2 separate regions of the Triticum aestivum genome follow, and region 2 is linked to region 1. Evidence: chromatin contacts called from public Hi-C data. All regions are on one chromosome and are shown on one strand. Each heading gives the region's core, a stretch centred on a gene start, on an enhancer-like site or on the middle of the called end of the contact. The rest is flanking DNA. Distances are from core to core; before and after follow the strand shown.

Region 1 (5,197 bases), core at 2,317-4,816:
AAACTGGAAATCCATTGGTTATACAAAAGGGCAGGTACTGGAAATCCATTGGTTATACAAAAGGGCAGGTACTTACGCTCGTGTTCGCCCCATTTTCCATCAGATGGAGCCTTGTAAAGCATCTTCCCGAGTGGGATGAATTGGTCAACTGGTAAATCTTCAGCCTGTATTCCCAGTTCGTCAAATAGTTTCCTCTGTGCTGCATTTCTGACCCCTGAACCAGAAAAAAAGATTGCGACTGGTGTTCAGTAAGGTGGAAGCAACAATGTGGATTGTGCAACTAATGCTATGGAACCAGTCTTCACGCCTCTGGGCAGATTGATGTACCTTGGCAGTTCTCCTCAATGAGCTCAGATTCACGGTGTAAAGGGTGGCTACAGCAAGTGTTTGTCCAGACAAGTGGAAATGTCACTTTTGTCGTAGACCGTTGCTGTAAAGAGTTACAATATTACAAAATTGTCTGTAATAGAAAAATGTAAGAGATATTTATATGATAAGATAGTGATGAAAAGAAGAAACAACGTTGCAGGTTAAGGCAGTATAAAAAAGATGTTAACATATGATTCAGGTCAAGTGTGCTGCCCTATTTTTATGTAGTGAGTTCAACAGTTCATTTTAACAGGAGTGAAGGAAGAACTGGAGATTGCACCCTCCAAAGAGGGGCCTTACCAACCTCCGAAATGATCTTACTTAGAACAAGATATATCGGTGTTTGCAGCCTACCAAAATCGATGCAGCCGTTTATGAAAATATCATTTTTCACACATATCAGCCTATATATCAACCAAAATGGCAGACATTTCACCTAACGTTTCCACTGATATGGACGTATCTGTATATGGCAATGATTCTCTATTAAAAAAGTGTTAGGAATAATATGATGCATTTACAAGTTCATCAAATTATTGAAGATTGAAAGAATATGCTTAAATTTGGGATATAGCATCTACAATGTACTTTCTTACGTTACATAATATCCCACGAGTCTATATTTATTACAACGTATTTCATAATCAACTAGTCAAAAATCAAGCATTGTTATTCTACATCTAATTTCACAAAAAAAGACATGATATGAACAAGAATAGCAAACAAATAGAGATATTTTCCACTGATACAACTATATATCATCTGATACACCATCCGATATCTGACATCATATATGCAGGAGTCACAGATGTGAAACCAATATCCGACATTTTTGAACCTTGGGGCAGCAACTAGGCCAAGACATCTCATAAAAAAAAATAGGCCTGACAGAGAAGATGTAAAACCAGACTAAGTTTGATTCTAGTTTCAAGTTGAACTGTAGATGGACCAAGCTATAGATCACACTTTCATACATGGGCATATAACTGTTTGCATGATTACTAGCCCAGCTAACCCAACTCCTCTTAGCTTCACCACAAGCTAATCTATGCCAAAGCTCCTAGATACCTCTGAAATTGATTTTTTTTTAACTTGACTATGCTATGCACACATCCTTACATACACTAGACTTAATCACCCGAACTAATCTTGAAAACAAAATGCGACTTTTCATTCTTAAGCTTCATAACAAAATAATTATATCACCTACTCCCTCCGTCCCATAATGTAGTGTCAAAAAACATCTTACATTATGGGACGGAGGGAGTAATTGATTGGAAACTATAACAGAAGTGGATCATAGTCAAGATACATGGTAAAATGGAAGTTGTATATACCTGAAGTAACAACTCATATTTGGAGTTGAAAAGAAAAACACTGAATGCTCTGTGAAGGGCATGCCCTGATTCTATCTTTTCCATGAGATGGCCTAAAATTATAAGACCGCAATTAATAAACAAAACTGACTGCTGCTAAAACAGATACTTCAATCCTAGATCCTCAGTTCAAATGCAACAAGCTACCAAACAGCAAAGCATGCAAATTCTATGTGATGAATTGATAATAGAAAAAATCATAATTATGCATTTAATTAGCTCCTGCTCATCTCATTTTGCTGTCAATGTGCCTCAAAATTCCACCTGAAGTTTGTATTGGCTCGAAAAGTTGTTTGCTTCTCTTCTTAATGAGAAAAATGTTCTTTATCTATACCACCATATAGTACACAAATGCTCCCTCCGTTTACAAATATAAGATGTTTTGGATATTTCAATATGGATTACATACGGACTGAAATGAGTGAACAGACACACTAAGACGTGTCTATATACATCCGATTCATAAAAAAGTCAGAACATCTTATATTTGTGAACGAAGGGAGTAACTTTGAATACAGACTGTTGGATGAACTCGATCCGATGGCCGAGAGGTGGCAAATCCAAGTGTTGTTGGCCGTACGAGCCTCCTTGAATCCGAATTTTTCCATGATTATACTTAGTACACCCCTTCTAAGTTCTAATGGAGAATGTATTTATCACATGTACCATCTCCACAATCTTCTATTCTATTCTACTCTTCCATACATTTTCTTGCTCCAATTTTTATATCTCTTGAACAAAAACGTTGTCATTTATGATTACCTTGTGAATTTTCATTCAAGGTGAAAGACTTGTGACCAACTATTTTTAAAGTCTATATACTTTTTTTAGAGAATTTCTCCCTCTCACACAATTCACGTGCAAAGCACATACAACCTACTAGTAAAAATAGTACTTGAAGCCATCTTCATTACCCTATTGGTCAGGATTAAAAAAATGTTGGAGACTGCATGGAAATTGGAATAGTATGATCCAATGCAATTCCCTAGTACCTTGGCACAAACCCCTTCCATGGGCCAGAGGTCATAGAAAAAGTTAAGCCAAACTTGAGTACCCATCCAACTACCCAAATATTCATTGTCGATGGCAATACCAAGAAATTTCTAGAAGCTCAATGGATATTGTCAAACACACAATGGCTATCTAACCGAATATAAAGATGATATTGCAGACATCATGGATGATAAAATGAAGTATTACAGAACACAATCACAAAGAAATGAAGGAAATGATTAACACGTACAGTTATACTTAGACTCGTGGCCGATGACATTGTCCTGTTCATCGACTAATATGCACCTGCATGGGAAATTCAACACTTCAGTTATACTGACAGAAGATAAAGCGGAAGCGACAACCTATCTCAGTTTAAGTTTTATAGCTGCGCAACCTAAAGTCCTAAATATGTCAATACGCTAACGGCATCAAAGCTAGACAGCCAAAGAAAAGAAAAGATGCTGATGCTAATCCCCTGAACCTGGTGACAGAAAGGGGAATAGCCCGGTTGGAAAATTCATCGAAACCTAGAAAATTAACAATATTCTTCACAGCAAAGCACCAGACGGACACCTCAGAGTTAACGACAAATTCCACGAGGAGACGGGCGCAATTCACAGCAGAGCCAGGACAAGTTGACGAGACGAGATAGGGGGGCCGGGACACTCACTCGTCGTCGAACATGAGCCGGCGCTGGACGGCGTCCATCCCCGCGTCCGCCTCGGCGCCGACGGCGCCGGCCTTCCCCATCACGACGGCCGTGGCGGCGAACGAGGCGCGCCCGCGGAAGGCGAGCGCCGGCCTGGGGAGAAGCCCCGAGTGGGAACGGGAGGAGGAGAGCGCGAGGCGGGACGAGGCGCGCCCGAGGCCGAGCGAGGCGGAGGAGAAGAGCGCGAGGGAGCGCGCCGCCGAGGCCGCCATGGTGGAAAGGTGGAGGGAGATGCCCGCGACGGCTGGATTTGGGGGTTAACTGTTAGCGGGTGGCGGGTGCGGTGGGTCACTTTGGTCACAGGAACAGAAGAGAGTACTTCTGTTTGATGTCCCGAGTGAGTCCAACATAAGTATCGCCACGAAAAACAGGTCCAAGAGAAGAATGATGCCCTGCGTTTCCAAACTTTTACAGTGCCAGACACATGTTTAGTGGGCGTTGAAGAAGCATAACCACGTGTGTGACATGGTGATATTCTTGGATGGCGACTTCTTTTTTGAAAGGGTCTCCGGGCATCTTCAATGATATCCTCTAAAACGGACAATGGAAGCGTCCACAGACACAATACTACAGGAGCCAGCCATCCGACCCTATAGCTAGCACGGCCATTAGTGTCTTTCAATGTACTAATAGCATTTCCCATTCTAATTAGGGCTTTCCGCCAGACATGCCCGTACTAAAAACCGGAGATAGAAATGAGCATTGGTGTTCTTCTTCGAGGCTTCTGCCAAACACCAAATGAACACTTGAAGAAAAGAAAAAAAAAGTCTTTCGCCAACTCCAAATGATCACCACGGTTTAATCCCCTTTTCGAAAAACACCAAATGAGCACCACAAGTGAAACAACTTATTAGGACAGCAGATAGCTTTCCACCAACAGCAATGAGCACTTCAAGAGAAAACTTAGTACACCGAATAGCCTTCCGCCAACATCAAATGAGCACTTTAAGAAGAAAAAAGTGAAACAACTTAGTGTTTCTGCCCTAGCAGCCTTCCGCCAATCCAGACGAAGAGAGGATACGTGGTGGCTTTTGATTCGTCATATGAATGTCCGGACTCCTGTAAAGCCTCGATAGTTTTGCTTCTGGTTTGCAGGAAAACGGATAAGCGGACGCGTGCTCTGACAAATACGGGACAACATTGGATGGCAAAATGCGTTCGGGCAGCACAACCTCGATGTTTGCGGCTATTTGAGGGTCTATGTTGGAGATGACCTAATGCCATATATTAAGCATCACATGTCCTTACAAACACATTCATACAGAAAAATCTTTAGGGTTGCCAAAGTCTTCTCCCACCTGCATTCATCGGTGGCGCGCCGTCATCATATCTTCTTCCTCCTGAATACCTTGCAATAATGCTAGTAATTTTCTTGCATGTATTCTTCGACAACTTAAAATAGATCATTGAATATGTTGGAATGGCTTCACACACAGATTTAACCAATACTTCACACCTCGCTTTGCTAAGCAACCTTGGTAACCATCCATTAACCAGCTTTTTTATCATGGAGTAGATATGCTCAAACTGTTTTTCAGTTGATCTTCTAGGGCCGTGGGAAAGCCTAGTTATTTTTTCCATTAAGGATTCTGACATAATTTTTGCACTCGCATGCACTGCAACCTTCATGTCTTCTTTGCAATTAGCACTAAAATATATAGCACACTTGGTTTTGTTAAGCAACTGACCTGAGCCAATATGATATGTTTACAGAATTGATTGGAGTCTCTGGGCACCGTCTATCGAA
Region 2 (5,197 bases), core at 744-3,243, 190 kb before region 1:
CAGAGCCGGCGGCCGTCTCGTCACCAGATCCAGATCTATCAGAGAGCCCTCCATGGATACATCCCACAAAAGCATGCTTTAAGGCAGGCAGGGCCCGGGCGGGTCGTGCACGCTGAGCCGTCTCGATGAGATCGGCGCAGAGATCCGGCTCAGGGCCCGGCTCACCAATCTTGCCAATGAAAACATGAATTCCGCCGAAGGGGACCCGGTACCCGTACTCAATTGAGCCGGCGTCGGGGCCCCAGTTTGCATCGTCGATGTAGAGCTTGCCGCGACGACTCTTGGTCATCCGGCCCACAGCGTATCCCTTGAGCCCTTCGAAGCTGCCCTTCAAGAACTCAAATCCACCGTGCGCAGGCCCCACGCTGGGCGCCAACTGTCGTGGAATTGTCACGGCAGATGTCCTCAAGCTAGGACTTAGTCGTGGAGCCATCGCCGCTAGGAAGCTTGAAGGGGTTAACGGGACAAGGAACACGTGGGTTTATACTGGTTCGGCCCCTTACGGTGAAGGTAAAAGCCTACGTCCAGTTGAGGTGGTATTGATTAGGGTTTCGATGACCAGGGAGCTTAACTGCTATGCCCGGCTCTCGATGAGATCTTTCTTGCCCCTAAACCGCTGCCGGGTCGTCCCTTTATATAAGGAGGCTGACACCCAGCAACTCTTAGAGTCCCGGCCGGCTCATAAGAGTGTCCGGTTCGGACTCTCAACTATTCTTGCCTTACACTACAAGTTCTACCATAATGATGATTGTAACTACGGGCCTTAAGCCATATCCGGGTCTTAAGCCCATCTTTGGCCCACCGTCTTCAAGCTTGGCGCCGGGCTTCTGGCGATGACCATTATGAGTAACCCGGCCCCTCCTGGCGGGTGACTCTAAGGTCTATATCTTCAACACCGGCGGTGGTTTAGGGACAAAAACAACAACTCGAGAGCCAGGCATAGCGGATTCGCTCTCTGGTCATCAAAACCTTAGCAATTCCACAACAACTGGATTAGGCCTGTACCTTCACCGCAAAGGGCCGAACCAGTATAAACTCTCCACATCCTTTGTCCGCTTTAACCCCTTTAAGCTAACCGTCACGATGGCTGCATGATTAAGTCCTTTTTCTAGGACATCTGTCGTGACAAAACCACGACAGCTGGCCTCATAGGAGAGGCAGCCACAAGGTCACAACTGAAGTAGTGCAAAGTCTGTGGTGCACCGAGGTCAGCTAGAGATGGCAAGAGCCACATATTCCTTCCAAAAGGAAGCAAGAAACACATGCCACTTGCGCGTGGAGAATCCTTCCGTGGAACAACCCAGGGATACGGTTGCCTGGGCCATTTTGGAAGCAACCGCTGGAGCCGAGCCAAGGGCGTTAACCGCAACGAGCCACCCCTGCTGTAGCAAAAACAGAAAACTACACTAGAGTCTACAGAAGGTAACTACGCTGTCATGGACCCGTGGTGGGCTCCAGAACGTTGCTATCCGGAACATACTAGTATATTATAGGTTTATTTTGATTCAAAAAGAACTACTACGCCCCAAACCAAAATCATTTCAGTAATGGAGTAGTGAACAGTTATGTTTGATTGATTTGGAGGGATATTTGGTGAGATGAGAACGAAATTAGGCAATCAATTGGCACTGCCGATAATAATGGAGTAAATCATGGGCAGCGATCGAAGTAGTTAATGCCAGTACCAAACTATATACTACTGCTAAACAAAACCAGGGGAGGGGAGGGGAGGCGGGAGAAAGAGAGTGCATGTCGACTCGACTCGACTCGGCGGGGTCAAACCAAAGAAGCCACCACGAGGCCGCCGCGTCGCCCCGCCCCCCTCCTGCACAAGGAAAAGAAGCGAAGCGGTGACGCGACCCGGTTTGTTTTACCGCGCATATTTTGGCCTTTTGGGCCCACGGGGCGGGAGGGAGGGGTCGTCGCATCGCGGGTAGCTCTTGTTCAATTAGCTGCGCTGTGCGTGCGTGCGTGCCGGTGCTCCTAGTCCTCGTGGGCTCGGGTCGCGTAGCGTACCCTGCCATCCGCGTCCCTATCCACCCGCCGCGCCCCGTCCACATCCCGTCCCGACCCTTCCTGGTGGTCGCATCGCCCTCGCCTAGCCTCGCCTTCTCCCCCCAGCCCAGCCGAGCCGCACCGTCTTCTTCCTCCCACCCCCAGCCCTACCCTACCCTACCTCCCCCTTTCCGCAAGGGCCAGATAGGATTTGGTAAGGTTCTTCCTGCCGCCGCAGAAATCCTCAAGGAAACCGGCACTTGGGGGCCAAGCAACCAACGAAGGGAAACCTAACCCAACTCGACTCGGTTTTCTCGATTCGTTTTCTGTTCGTCGATTTGATTTTTGGGCGAATTTCGCTTTCACGATCGGCGGATTCCGGGGGGCATCGGATTCGCGATCGGGGGCTGGGATTAGATTCTCGGCCGCGGCGTAGTAATAATTTCACAAGGGGTAATCGGCGGAGCATCGGTTCTTCTAGTAGTGCTAGCTGTTTGTTCTCGTCTGTCGGGGCCGCGATCTCGGGGGCGATGGCCGACGACGGGCTCGACCGGTGGCGCGGCTTCTTCCGGGGCGCCGGCGTCGGCATCTGCGAGGCCATCGAGAAGGCCATCCTCGTCGCCGCCGCCGACGAGCCGCAGGAGTTCCTGCGCCGCCGCGACCGCATAGCCGAGCGCCTCTTCAACGCGCTCCTCGCTCGCCCCTCCTGCCACGGCTGCACCGCCAGCACCGGCTCCGTCCCCCCCGCCACGCCCGCCGTCGCGGAGGACAAGGGCAGCGTGCGCCGCGTCCCCGAGAAGGACTGCAAGGTCGACAGCAGCAGCCTCGGCGCGCCCGGGGGCGGGGCGCTCGGCGGCGGCATCAGCGAGGATGACGACTCCGACTCCGAGGACGACGAGCGCCTCCGCCGCGCCGCCGCCAGCAACTACGGCCACAACTATGACGACGACAACGACGTGGAGGAGGAGCAGGACGCGGCCGCGCCGGCGGAGGAGGACCACCACGCTGAGGATGACGACCCGGAGGCTGAGGAGCTGGAGGCCCTAACCAACGAGATCGATGAGGAGTCACAGATCGTTGGGGAGGTCCTCCGCATCAAGGAGCTCCTGCTGCACAAGCAAGACCATGTATGCACTCCTATCTGTGCAGTTCTTCCATTCATTGCTAAACCTGTTATTTGTCAACTCCAGTGAGCACTTAGCATTGATCTGAACTAAAACACAAACGGTGTCTTGCAGTCGGATGCTACTCTGTTCGACTCACTTAGGAGGCTGCAGCTGATGCAATTGTCCGTCTCCACGCTTAAGGTACCTATATATTTTGCATACCGCATACGAGATATCTGGTTTTGTTGTTATTTGGTTTGCTTATCTTTGGGGCTGTTCATCGTAGGCTACTGAGATTGGGAGGGCTGTTAATGGCCTTCGGAAGCACAGCTCGCAGCAGATTCGTCACCTCGCGCTGGCTCTCATACAGTAAGCTTCATGAACCTTTATCTAGTTTGGCTTTATAGAACTAGTTCATGCTTGAATTTGAAGAGTTCAGTGAGGCAAATTACTTCTCTCATGTTCCGAAAAGATTTTGACCAGTACCAGTCCATCTGCACTGCTACATACTCACAATTTACCTTTGTTCAGCATCCCAAAGAAAAATGAGAAAATCACCTTGTTAGCATGAGTCCAAAGCAATCTTGTAAACTATTGTTGACATCTTCAGTTGCTTTTTGTGTTTCCAGGGATTGGAAAATTTTGGTTGATGAGTGGGTCAGTACTACCAACGTTGCCCTTGCAGGTAAAGGATCTGAGTTTGTTCAATGTTACATTATTTCATCCATCAGTTTCAGAGTTAATTCTGAGTGAATGAATGCTCAGTTGCAAGCCTCTTAGCTTACTATATTATTGCTGCTTTTACCTGTAGACAACTCCCCAGGAACTTCAAACCCTTCTGTTGTGGATGATGATGAAGAAGAAGAAGGCCTTCCTTCTCCACCTTTGGATGAAGGAGCATTCTTTGCACCTGAGACTACTGCCATTCAACTCTCTGAGGTACTAATATATCCACTCTTGCTATCTGAATTGTTTTAGTGTCGAACAATAAGCTAATTAACTTCCATTGTTATTTTGCCTGTTCGCCTTTGCAACCTGAAGTTCTTTGACGAAATGGATGAAGATGGAAGTGAGTACAACTACCCAAATTGCTTAGTTTTCCCTTGCTATGCTAGCACTCCACGGATTGTGGTAACTAACATTATATTATGACAGACTTGAGACACAACAATGATGTCCGCCTTGGAAACAAGAGGGAAAACAATGGCAGGAGGCCTGCAAACCATTCAACTGTGTCAAAACCAGAACTTACTCGACCTGTTGGAACTGTTGAAAGAGATCAGTTCAGGAGGCCAGAATTGACAAGGCAAGAACCACCAATGAGGCATACAAACCAGCAAAAACCTCAAGGTTCAAATTTGCAAGCCAAGCCCCATGGCATGCTCAACAAGCAATCCAGGCCCCTGAGTTCTGATTCTGGATCTATGAGACCAATGAAGGCAGCTACTCAACAGAAGCCCATCGGTGAGATGAAGTACAAACAGACTCAGGAACACTTCGGTGTCGAAAGAAAACCTGCAATGGGTCATGTGGATGTAAGTATCACATGTTACTGAGACTTAAGCTATGATGATGCTTAAGATCTCATGACTTATATCTATCCTTTGACTCCAGAAATCAAGGCTTCGTGCGCAGCCTTCATCAGGAGTCAGGTTAGAGTCGGCAAGGCCAAAGACCCAGGATGGCTTGGAAAGCAACGTAAGGTTGGAGGCAGCCAAGCGTAGGCTCCAGGAACGTTATCAGGAAGCTGAAAATGGTTCGTGTCGTCTTTTTGTTGCAATATTTTCTTTTATCACATATATGATCTTGTGGTTTATCTAACTGTACTCTTCCATCCGCCACAGCAAAGAAGCAGCGCACGATACAAGTAATGGAGCTGGGTGACATACCAAAGCCTAAGAGTAATACCAGGCAACCTATGGTGAAGTCAAGGAATAACATTAGAAGTAGGGTACTCGGCCGGCGCTGATTCTTCTGTGATGTTTTCCTTCACCTGATGAATTTGTCGCCATGTCGAGCTGGTCCAAAAGGAAGCAGCTGAACTTTGTTGCCAGGACCAAAAACCATATTTTTGAACATAAGCACCTTCACCTCTG

The links. Hi-C and Micro-C count contacts between places; a contact is called where the count stands out from the background.
Region 2: a contact with region 1 is called in a Hi-C map of an unstated tissue, with 7 times the contacts expected there. The contact joins the promoter of LOC123182023 here to the promoter of LOC123182022 in region 1. A contact is called at or near these places in 4 of 5 Hi-C or Micro-C datasets (leaf and an unstated tissue) and 1 of 1 datasets of contacts at active chromatin or transcription factors (leaf).

What each region holds. Positions count from the first base shown.
Region 1 is chr1D:353,540,840-353,546,036 of IWGSC CS RefSeq v2.1, reverse strand. It overlaps LOC123182022 (isopentenyl-diphosphate Delta-isomerase I), which reads right to left and starts at 3,566. Exons shown (of 6, transcript XM_044594455.1): 1 at 3,412-3,566; 2 at 2,989-3,044; 3 at 1,707-1,798; 4 at 328-430; 5 at 77-214. The coding sequence starts at 3,566.
Region 2 is chr1D:353,728,641-353,733,837 of IWGSC CS RefSeq v2.1, reverse strand. It overlaps LOC123182023 (probable mediator of RNA polymerase II transcription subunit 26b), which reads left to right and starts at 1,993. Exons shown (of 9, transcript XM_044594456.1): 1 at 1,993-3,122; 2 at 3,234-3,302; 3 at 3,388-3,470; 4 at 3,731-3,786; 5 at 3,913-4,040; 6 at 4,143-4,170; 7 at 4,257-4,636; 8 at 4,716-4,857; 9 at 4,946-5,197. The coding sequence starts at 2,526. The coding sequence ends at 5,070.